2 separate regions of the Vulpes vulpes genome follow, and region 2 is linked to region 1. A link is a contact called in public Hi-C data. All regions are on one chromosome and are shown on one strand. The core of a region is the stretch at or near the end of the contact, and the rest is flanking DNA. Distances in the headings are between cores, read along the strand shown.

Region 1 (5,617 bases), core at 2,210-4,709:
ACACGGCATGAAGGGGTGGGATGGACAGAAGCCGGGTCTGAACCCTGTGCTGTTAGATAATGTACGTGGGGTGCTCACCTTCTCAGCACCAGACATTCCATAGGATGCCACATGGAAGACACAGTCCACCCCTTCGAAGGCACGATACAAGGCTTCCTCATCTCGGACGTCCGCCTTAAACAGAGAAGGAAGAGCTACAGACAGGAGGTTTGGGTCCAGGGCAGAGATCTCAACTCTGCACGTTGCCAGGTTCCAGGGTTGGGCCTCTGATCCCACCCTGGCCAAGCACCTGGAGGAGAGGGGTTGGGGCAGGATTTACTATGTGATTCTACAGGGCATCACGGTCTTCACCATCATAGCCAGCTCCATTTACCAAGCTGAGTCACAGGGGCAGTACTCGGCGTTCTACATGCACCATCTCACTGACTCCCCATAAGATCCTTGCACAGCCTCCTTTCTCTGGGTGAGGACATTGAAGCCAGAGTTGTGGAGCCCTGTGGCCATGGCTGCCAGCTGGGAAGTGCCAAAACTTAAAGAGTCCCACTCCAGGAGCCCATGCTCCTCAACACCATGCTACTGGTTGCACATCAGACACTGTCCCCAGACCTCCACCCCCAGCCTGGGCCCCCCTCCCAGGACCCTCAAGATGCTCATCATTGCACCTGGATGAACTCGGTCCCTGGGGACAGCTCCCACTGGGGCCTGCGGAGGTCGAGCAGGATGACAGAAGTGCCACTCTTGGCCAGGCTGGAACCCAGACTAAAGCCCAGGTAGCCTCCTCCTCCTGTCACCAGAACCTTCTGCCGAGGGGCCTGCATGTGTGCAGTCTGAGTCTTCTGCTGCGGTGCTGGTGTCGGGGCTGTTTCTGGCTCACTGGGTTTGGGCCCAGTTCCAGACCCCCGTCTGGGCGCAGGCTCTACTGCTGGCCCAAGTAATGGTGCAACTCCGGGCCTAGGTGTGGACCCAGCTCCTGACCCAGGCCCCAGACCTGGCCCAGGTCCTGAGACAGCACCAGGCCCTGGCCTAGGTCTGGACCCAGCTCCAGGCCCTGGTCCAGGTCTTGGAACAACACCAGACCCTGGCATACGTCCGGACATAGCACCATGTACTAATCCGGGTTCTGAAGCAGCACCAGGCCCTGGCCTATGTCCAGACACAGCACCAGGCCCTGGTCCAGGTCCTGAAGCAGCAACAGGCCCTGGTCCAGATTCTAGAACCACACCAGGCTCTGGCCCAGGTCTAGACACTGCACCAAGCCCCAGTCCAGGTTCTAGAACCACACCAGGCCCCAACGCAGGTCCTGACACAGCACCAGGCCCCAGCTCCAACCCCAGAACAGTAGTTGGCCCTGGTCCAGGTCCTGAAACTGCACCAGGCATTGGCCTAGGCCCTAACTCAGATCCCAGGCCTGAGACTCCTCCCCAGGCCTGGCAGACAGGGCAGCTCTTCTCGCCCTGGCCTGCAGCTTTGCAGGCCTCTGGGGAGGAGCCTGCTGGGTTGGGCTTCATCCTCTACTGAGCCATGCAGATTGAAGATCTGTCCACCTGTAGAGAAAAACAAAAGAAAGAACATTCTAGAGTTGTCGGATCATGTGGATTATCAGACTAAGGGGAACTCCTGGTGGGGCCTAGAGATGCTCTGACTTCCCAGTGAACCTGTCCCTTTCAGAATTTTGAGAACTTTCCAGGTGGCTGCTGCCTCCCTCAGAGAGAGAGAAACAAGGCAGTTAGGCCTTGGGTTTTACAGCTGGGGAAACTGAGGCCCAAAGTCACACTGCATGGGTGAGGTTTACACCAAGCATTCCGGATTTCTCTACCAGTTCTTAAAAATCCTAATTCCCGCATAGTATCAGAGGAAGACAGATCAGATCATGCCCAGGGAACTGCTTTCTGACTGGGAAGGTGGGGAGGGCTTCCTGGAGAAAGAGGTAGACAGAAAAGAAGGGAGAGGATGACAAGGAGAGGAGACGTGGAGAGAGGAGATGGGGAGGAGGAATCCATGTGGAATTCCAACTGCCACACCACCTCTACCCTGACACCTGCTGCCTCCGGTCCTCCTAGGTCCTCTGGCTGTGCGGCGGCTGGCACCGCAGGTCTGTGCAAGCCCTCTGCTGGCTTTGGGGTCAGGTCTGTGAGCCCTGGGATCCAGCGCTGAGGATCCTATGGTCCTCACTCCAGACTTAAAATGAGCCAGGCTGTCAGCCACTATCACTATCATCATCCCACCCTCTGCCCGCTGCCTCCTACTCCACCTGAGAAGATGTGCTCCAGGGGCCAGACCACCATCATCACCATTAATAATGGCAGCAACCACGTATGGTGGGCCAACCGTCTGCCAGGCCCTGTGGATACACAGATAGGTGTCTCTGCCCTGCCTGAGGCCGGCTGGCTGTAAAAAAGAAGGGGCATGCTGACTGGCTAAGTGATGACCCCGTGGTTGGTGCTGGTGGTGCCACGGGGCAGGGACCCTGACAGCTATAGGGACTGTTATCTTTTAGGCTCTGTTGTCACTGCCCTGCTCTCCAGAGTTCCAGGTTAAGGGACACAGTCACACCCCATACAGACATTGGCACTCAGGGGTTTAACAGGGAGGAAACACCCCAAATCTGAGTCATCATAGGAGATGAGTCTAATTCCCCTATAGGGAGGGGGAAAGGGTGCAGCCCCACGGTGGAGCCCTTCTTTACCCAGGATTCTGTTCAGGGGACTGGTCTCTGGGACCAAAGCCATCTTTCTATCTTATGGGGATGCTTTTTTTGTGACCCTTAGGCAAAATCCTTAAAACCTCAGGGTACCTCAGTATCCATAGCTGTAAAATGGACCCAAGTAACCCTGGCTGCTCCGTCTACCCCACCAGGCGGTCATGAAGAGATGCCAGAGCCCTTGGCAGGGCGCTGGGAAGCAGTCTCCAGGAGGGCTCCGCTCACCGTCCTGTCCCCGCGCCGGGAACAGCGCCGGCACCGAGCAGGGGATAAGGAGCTGCTGACCGCGCCGCACCGCTAAGAACTCCGCATCCGGGAGCACCGGGCACCGTGGCTGCGCCCCCCGTGACCCGGGCCGCGGCGGCACTCACTGCCCCGGGCAGCCCTGTGCACTACAGGCTCCTGTCCCCATCCCTCAGAGCTGGAAACTGAGGCTCAGGGAACATTCGCGAACTTTGATGGGGTCTCAATAAATGGGTCGGCCGGGTCACCAGGGACTCGCAGTGGGGTGTGGGTAAAGGAACTGGGGAAGGGGCGTCGGGGACCACCCCGGCCGCATCGCCCGGCAGGGGCGGGCAGGAGCGGGCGCCCCCGCCCCCCGCCCCCCCACGCCCGACTCCGAGAGCGGCTCCCGCCTCGCAGCTCGGGGAACCCCCCCTTAGGCTCCCCGCCCCCCGGGGTCCCCGCTGCGCTCACCCGCCGGGCTCCCGCGGCGCTGCGAGCTCCCGGCGCTGCACCCAAGGTCTCGGCGCGGAGCCCGGCGCGGCGGGGCGGCCCCTCCCGGGGCGGGGCTGAACTCCGGGACCGCCCCCGCCCCATCCCGGCCCCGCCCCATCCCGGCCCCGCCCCTCGCCCCGGCCCCGCCCCCGCCCCATCCCGGCCCCGGCCCCGCCCCTCGCCCCGGCCCCGCCCACCATCCGGGCCCCGCCCCCCACCTCTCGCCCCGCCCCCGCCCCACCGGCTCCCCGCGCGGGAACAGCCGCCTTTTGCAGGGCGGTGGCCGCAGGCTCTCACAGCGGGGAAACTGAGGCCTGTCGAACAGGGAGCGGGTGCAATGGGCCCAGATGCTGGTGCAGAAAGGACGCAAAGGCCCTGCCGCACAGTGGTCCTAGAAACCCAAGAAACAACATTTCTTTCCTCAGCCCCCCATACCCTGCGGGTGGGTCTGTCGCCCCAACTCGTTCCTCTCTAGGCAGCCTGCCTCCCGCCCACCTGCTGCTTCCTGCCTTCTCTCCCTCTTCCTCGTCCATCTACTCATCATCCTACCTGTTCTTCCACCCACCTCTTTACTCATCCATATTCCCCGTACATTTCTTTCTTTCCTGTCCATTCTTCCATTCATCTATCTATCCACCTGTCATTCTATCTTTCCACCTCTCCGCCCAGCCTTACATCCATCCAGTTCATTCCATGTATCTTTCTTTCCTCCCGTCCACATCTGCCTTCCTTCCTTTCTTGTATTCCCCTGCCCATCTCTGGGTTCATCCATCCTCTAATACAGTCATCCCACGTTTAGTGGGTGCTTCCTTGTTGTTGGCCTCTCCCTTGTGCTGGGGACCCAGCTGGATCACACCACTCCTGAAGATCCATTTGCAGGTGGCAGTAGCAGAGGGGCAGGCATGTGCCCGACAGCGGGGCGCTGCTGCTATAGTGGAGTTCTGAGAACTGACTCTGAGCTGGGAACACTGAGGCCTGCTCACTTTGGTGTGAAGAAGCTACTAGAAAGGCTTCACCCGTTGGAGCCTCCTCTGTGAGCATAGGTGGTGTGGGGAAGAGAAAAAAATCTTAGCCCGTACATGTTATGTGCCAGGTGCTAAGGTATCTTCCCCAATCCTCACAACTCTGTTTTGACATAATTTTAGAGGCAGGAAAATGGGTTCAGAGTGATAAGAAGAGGCTCAGAGTGTGGTGGATAAAGGCCATGGGGTCAGCCCTGGCTTTAAATCTCGACCTTGCCACTTTCTTGCTGTGTGTCTCTGGGCAGCTACAAGGCTCCACATCCTCATTCATAAGCTGGGAGTGGTGCGTGCTTTACAGCCGTGATGTTGTTGGGCTTGTAGCAAACAAGGTATAAGCGACGAGGATGGTGCCTGCATAGTCAGTGCTCAACCAAAGGCAGGTGTTACCGTTATATGAGAGATTGGGATTCAAACCCAGGTCCTGTGCCTCACCACTTTCCAAACCTTGTCTGACGTATGTCCATCATTCTATTCCCAAAGACCAGCCCCTCCTCTCCCACCAGCAGGGCCACAGGGCTGATAGCCCCAGGTCCAGCTGGCTGCTCTTGTCCTGCTGAGAGCATAGTTTACCACACAAGAGTTATACGTTGAATTGTGTACCTCCTCCACCCCCACCCCCCAAATTCATATGTTGGAATCCTAACCCCCAGGACTTCAGAGTATGACCTTGGAAATAGGGTCATTGCAGATGTGATTAAAGATAAGGTAATAGAGAGTAGGGCTCGTCCAATATGACCAGTGTCCTTATGAAAGCGGGGAAATTTGGATGCAGACATGCATACAGGAAGAGCATCACGTGGAGGTTGGAGTGATGCGTCCACAAGCCAACGAACTACAAGGAGCCAGGAGAGAGAGAGGCCTGTCACAGATCTTCCCGAGTGCCTTTGGAGGGAGCTGGTGATACCTTGATCTCAGACTTCTGGACTCCTGAACTGGAGATAATCCATTGCTGTTGTTTCAACCACTCGGTTTGTGGTACTTTGTTATGACAACACCAGCAAAGCAATACAAACACCACAGGCTATTTTCTCTCAGTCTGTGGTGGTGACGTGGAAGGGCAGCTACCCAAGGCAGTGACCAGACTGAGAGCCACAGAGGCAGGGGCTGTGCTCACTGCTGCCTCCCTGGGCCCAGCATGGAGTCTGGCCAAAGCCAGTGTATGTCAAGCCTTAGTGAA
Region 2 (5,617 bases), core at 1,817-4,316, 870 kb after region 1:
GCTTTAGCTGCCATCTTGGACAATGAGTTTGAAGATCACAATTTACACATGGCAAAGTGGTGAATTACAGAGATTCCTGATCTACCTCCAAATTTCTTCTACTTCAGAGAGAATAACTTTCATGGTGTTTAAGCTGCTGTTATTTGGGGATTTTCCATTACACAGTCTGATTGTAAACTGACCTTTGAGTTATTCTGGATGGACTCTACCAGCAAAGACAGCTTCTTCTGCAGCTCCTGCAAGTCCTTTGAGGTACTCGGAGGATCCTCTTTTGCCATCCTGAAACCAATGCCCAGTCTCTTTAGAGATCAATTCTTCTACCAGTAAGCTGTCCCAGGCAGGGCACAGTTGAATCTCTCATGTCACCCAGTCTCTTGCTGTCACTGGTGAAACAAAAAGAATCTTGAACCATTAGTAATATTCACCTAGCTAGTTCAACAAAAGCTTCTACTATCCTCACACATTGATGGTAGGTGTGCAGGTGAAGGGTAGCTTGGCAATATCAGAATTTCTAAGCGCACATATCTTCAACAATATATTTTTCAGTAATCTGAAGGAAATAAATAGGTGTATCAAAACATACAAAAAGGATGTACAGTGCAATTCTATGTGTAATATATAATAAACAGCAAAACATTGGAAAGAAGCTGTGTATCAGTAGGAAATTGGTTAAATAATAAGTTCATAAAATGTAGTAGTTGTTGAAATGATAATGTGGACATCTAGTTAGTGACATGAAAACACATTCATGATAAGTGAAAAAAAATTTTAAGATATCCTATATTGTTACATAAATATATGTATTTTATGTCTATATTCCATAGTAAAATAAAAGACCTAGAAGGATATAGATCATATAATACCTAAATGTTAATGGTATTATCTCTGGGGGCTTATTTTTTCAGTCTGACAAACTGCTACAAAGAATATAAAAGCAAGAAAGCTGAATACACTATTTTAAGCCCCTCATTGCCTTCCCCCCCACCAAAAACCTTTAACAGTGATGGTGGCCAACTTCTTTATTGACTACCCACACTAAACAGGTTGGCTTCCAACCTTATAGCACCATAAATCATTCTCTGTTGACTTGTAAGTGTCCTCTTAACAGGAGAGGTGTCTCAAGGGCAGACCTAGCCACAATTATACACTGTGACTCAACAGCCTTTAATTTCCAGGACTGTCCTAAGTCATGTGACTACAAAACCAATTTGTTTAAGATCTCTTTTTCAACCCTTGTTGGATTTTAAATATCAACAAATATATCATTCTCATTTTTTATTTCCCAGAACTGTAGGGCTAGACACAATTTCACCCTTATAAATGACCTCCTTACTACTGATAGTAAAAAGAAAAAAAAGGGATGCCTGGGTGGCTCAGAGGTTGAGAACCTGCCTTCAGCCAAGCAAGTGATCCTGGGGCTCCAGGATTGAGTCCCATACCAGGCTCCCTGCATGGAGCCTGCTTCTACCCCTTCTGCCTGTGTCTCTGCCTCTCTCTGTCTCTCATGAATAAATAAAATCTTAAAAAAAAAAAGAAGAAGAAGAAGAAGAAGAGCCTCAAGGATCCTGTTATAGTGATCAAAATTAACTAAGTGATGCTGACACCTGTTTACCATATTGACTTAAACCACACGGTAATTATGTGAGTTAAGGGGAGAAAGTTACTTTACCAATACCTAGAGGGTCTAAAATGCAACTTAAAGTACGTTTTCGTCACTCCAGCTAGAGAGCCTTTCCTACAGCTCCGTTTGTGAAACAGGAAACCTTTGGATCTTTGAAGATCCAACTGGCACACATCTCGTATTTGGGATGTTCCCAGGACTCAGCTCTCCTACTCTCATCTCCGCAGCAGACAGAAACAAGCCCAGCTCCCATTACCGGTCTCCAGAGGTCTAGGGAACCCAAGGGCCACCCAGACCGGTTTGGGGAGTCCGATGGTAACGAGCATGGGTAGAATGTCATGGGCCACAGCCATCAAATACATCCACCTGGCTTCCAATCCCCAGCCACTCACTCTACAGAGGGAATTCCCAGGCACTGAGAAGTCTCTGGAGCGGAGGGCAACCCGGGATCCCCAGCGCAGCTCACAAGTTCCCTGCCTTCTCCCGGGGCCCTCCAGGCTGACCCAAAAGACCACTGGCCAATCCGCCCCGCGGCTCTTGCATTCCAGCCCCTCCCAGAGCTAACGGCCAACCCCAGCGTTTCAGCTGGAAGGGAGAGGGGGTGCATCTCCGGTTGGGGGAAAGGAAAGCTGGGCGCCTCGGGCCGCCCCAGGCCGCCCCCTCCCCATCTGCTTACAGTCGGTCAGCCTTCGAAGACGCTAGGTGGAGCAGGCGCCCAGCTTCTAGGGATCCTTGCGCAAAGGGGAAGAGAAAGGGAGGCAGGTGCAGAGGGGGAGGGCCCGCACACGAAAGAGCACAGAGGCTAAGAAAGGGGCGTTCACGGGGGAGTGGAGTACCCGGTCATTAATTTGGGGGAGAAGAATCCACCTTTGTTACCTGGAGAGCCCCTCTCTGCGGTGTCGGTAGAGAAGAGAGACCTGCGGGAAGGAGGGCACCCATATTCATGAATCTCGGGGAGAGGGTTTGGAGACTCCCCCGCCAGGTTTCCCAAGAAGGGACAAGGTCTCGGGGGGTGGGGTGGGATGGCTCTGGCAACCCTTTTACCAAATCTAGTGGTGGGTGTGAAGAAGTGCGTGTGCTCCCAGCCCGTCTTGGGGGCTCCGAGGGGTGAGACACTCCTTTTCACTAAACTGCGGACAGCGCAGGAGACCCTCTCAACCCAGGCCCCTGCGCCGCTTCGTATGCCCCTCCCCGCGAGGTGACCTAGCCAGCCCGGGCACGTTGCACCCTAGCATCCGAGATGCGAGTCTCACCGGTCCTGGCGGCCGCGCTGTCCAGCCAGGGTCTGCAGGCGGAGGCACAGAAGCGGGGTGGGGGGAGGAGGAAGAGGAGCAGGGAGAGACGTTAGAGGGAGGAACCCTAGTGCGCGCAGGCGGGAGCTGGCGCCTGTTTCCTGCCCCACCCAGGCTGCCGCCGTCCTCCGCCCTAGCCCCGCCCCCTCACGGCCTAGCCCCGCCCCTCCTCGCCCTAACCACGCCCCCTCCACCGCCCGGACCCCGCCCCCTCCGACGCTTCCGTCCTTCGGCCGCTCTCGCCCCGCCCCTCAGGGCTCGGCTCTCCCCGCCCACCTCCAGAGGAAGCCCGCGAAGCTGCCGCGAGGCCTCGGGCCGCGAGCTCCACACAGCGCGCTCCGCCTCAGCCTTTTAGAACAACCCTGACAGGCCCTCAATAATTTACAGCTGAGGAGAATGAGGCCTGCCCTACACTCTCGGCTTGAAGGGAGCGTGCACAGGCCACCGCCGAGACAGGTGCCCTTGGCCTCTGAGCACGGTTTGTACAGCGTCTTAGGGCGTCCCCTGCCTAGATACCTACACCTGAACCGCCTCTCCTGGAAGCAGTCCTGGGGGCCAGGACATGCAGCGATGAGGTACGGCCTGACTGGCAAGTTTTAGCTACTACGACTCACGCAGGTGCCACGAACCAGCGAGAGCCGGAAGGATGGGTTAGGTTATCATTTCCACGTTTTATAATTGAAAAAGTCTAAACCCAAGGCCCTTGGTTCCACGTCAGAGCCAGGCACATGTTCCCTGGCCCCAAATCCTGGCCCATAGAGCAGGGTTTCTCCAAGGGCAGCGCTGTTGACATTTTGGGCAGGAAAGTTTTGTATTGAGGGGGCATCCTTGTGCTGACTTTTTATCAGTGTCCCTGGCCTCGACCCACTAGATGCCAGTAGTAATCCCCTTCCTCCCAGTTGTGACAACCAAAAAAATGTCCCCAAACATTGCCAAATATCCTGTGACGGGGCACAGTTTCTGTTAAGAACCACTGCCATAGAGGTACTGGTAAAGACCAGGGTCTGAGGGAGGGGGTTCCGACAGTCCTGGGCTCTCATCTCAGGGCTGGCTCTTACCGTGTGACCTTGGGTGAGTGACCTCTCTGGGCCTGGGCTTAATCTGTAAAATGACAGGCCTGAGCTTTGGCCTGCTACTGCAGAGTTCTCAGGCCTTTTCCATCCAGGGACCTAGATGGACCTTCCTTTCCTCTGTGACCTGCAGCAATAGCAGCCTGGGAAACAGTCACAGGGTTTTAGTGAGGTCAGGTGCAAGAAGAGCTGTAAAGAAGTTAGTACCTATCTGGAGTATAGGAGGAACTCAAAAAGATTCGATGGTACAGTCTTCTACCAAATAATATCTCTAGAAATAAACAGGCTGGTGGGTAAAGAAATAAACGTGGGGGCAATAATGATAAAAAGAAGCTACAGGATCCCATCTAACTTCACAACAGCCAAGAAAAGGGCTGCTAATGGTGGAAATAGGACATGGACAGGTAAGTATCCCTAAATTCTTAAGTTTCAGGCAATCCTACGTGGCTTCATGCACTTTGTTCTGCTGCAGTATGGTGGATGCCCCACCTAAGAAAATGTTGACTTTTTTTTTTTTTTTTCCTTTAGAACAAAACATTACAACTGTCATTCCCTGGTGGGCATTGCTTTGAAAAGCTGAATTGGAACCTTCCTTGGGATTTTTGTTCAAGGGTGCCATCTAGGGGTGCCTTTGTGAATCCTCTAATTCCCCTGACCACAGACCTCTGTCATTGTAGGGACAGCCAGATTTTGCTTTTTCCTTGTGTGTTGGCTGCCTTCTCCATATTATGTATTTCCGGATGGCTGGGATCTTAGCTGTCTCCATATCATTAGGACTTGGCTCATGACGACTATTGATGGGTCAGTAAAATAAAGCTATGTGCAGCCTCTTCTATGCTTTTCAAAGCTAACTTACTCTGGCTGAGCCCGTTTCTGAGACCATTTCAGGTCTTAGAAAAGACCTGCAAGGGACACTTGGATGGCTCAGCAGCTGAGCATCTGCCTTTGGCTCTGGTCTTGATCCTGGTCCAGGAGTCAAGTCCCACATTGGGCTCCCTGCGAGAAGCCTGCTTCTCCCTCTGCCTGTCTCTGCCTCTGTGTGTGTGTGTCTCTCATGAATAAATAAATAAAAATCTTAAAAAAAAGAAAGAGAGAAAGAAAGAAAAGAAAAAGGAAAGAAAGAAAGAAAAGAAAAGAAAAGAAAAGAAAAGAAAAGAAAAGAAAAGAGAAAGAAGATACCTGCCAGGGGGCTCTGAATAAGAAATGTGTGAAAATTTCCCAGCCACACATTGAAACCCTAAGCTGTTAATATCACGGAAATGGGAACAACCCAGACCCTAGCTGACCTCTTCTCCCCAAATTGCCAGATTTAGCAAATAAAAATCCAGGACACTCAATTTAAAGTGAAGATAACTTTTTAATATAGCTATGTCCCAAATAGCGAATACTTAAATTTTAAAAAATTGTTGTTTACCTGAAATTCTAATTTTACTGGGCATCCTGTGTTTTATTGTTTTATCTGGCAACCCTGTGTACTTGGAGTTGAAGGATTGAAGGACTTGAAGCCTGCATCCGTCTTGGGAATTATCAAACAGAAAGTTAAGTCAGGTGATTCTGGTGCAGATAAGGTGGCCAGGGGTGGGAGTGGGGGGACATGTATTTTCATTCTCCTTAGTAGATATCTTGTTTACTTT

Evidence for each region. A called contact is a pair of places that touch in the nucleus more often than the background predicts.
Region 2: a Hi-C map of skeletal muscle shows a contact between it and region 1, with 5 times the contacts expected there. The contact joins the promoter of LDAF1 here to the promoter of SDR42E2 in region 1. A contact is called at or near these places in 2 of 3 Hi-C or Micro-C datasets (both in skeletal muscle).

What each region holds. Positions count from the first base shown.
Region 1 is chr3:98,305,271-98,310,887 of VulVul3, forward strand. It overlaps SDR42E2 (short chain dehydrogenase/reductase family 42E, member 2), which reads right to left and starts at 3,460. Exons shown (of 10, transcript XM_072753685.1): 1 at 3,398-3,460; 2 at 663-1,544; 3 at 79-174. The coding sequence starts at 1,508.
Region 2 is chr3:99,171,839-99,177,455 of VulVul3, forward strand. LDAF1 (lipid droplet assembly factor 1) reads right to left here and starts at 3,067. Exons shown (of 6, transcript XM_026003242.2): 1 at 2,875-3,067; 2 at 2,489-2,538; 3 at 183-383. The coding sequence starts at 278. DNAH3 (dynein axonemal heavy chain 3) reads left to right here and starts at 3,184. Exons shown (of 63, transcript XM_072753699.1): 1 at 3,184-3,488.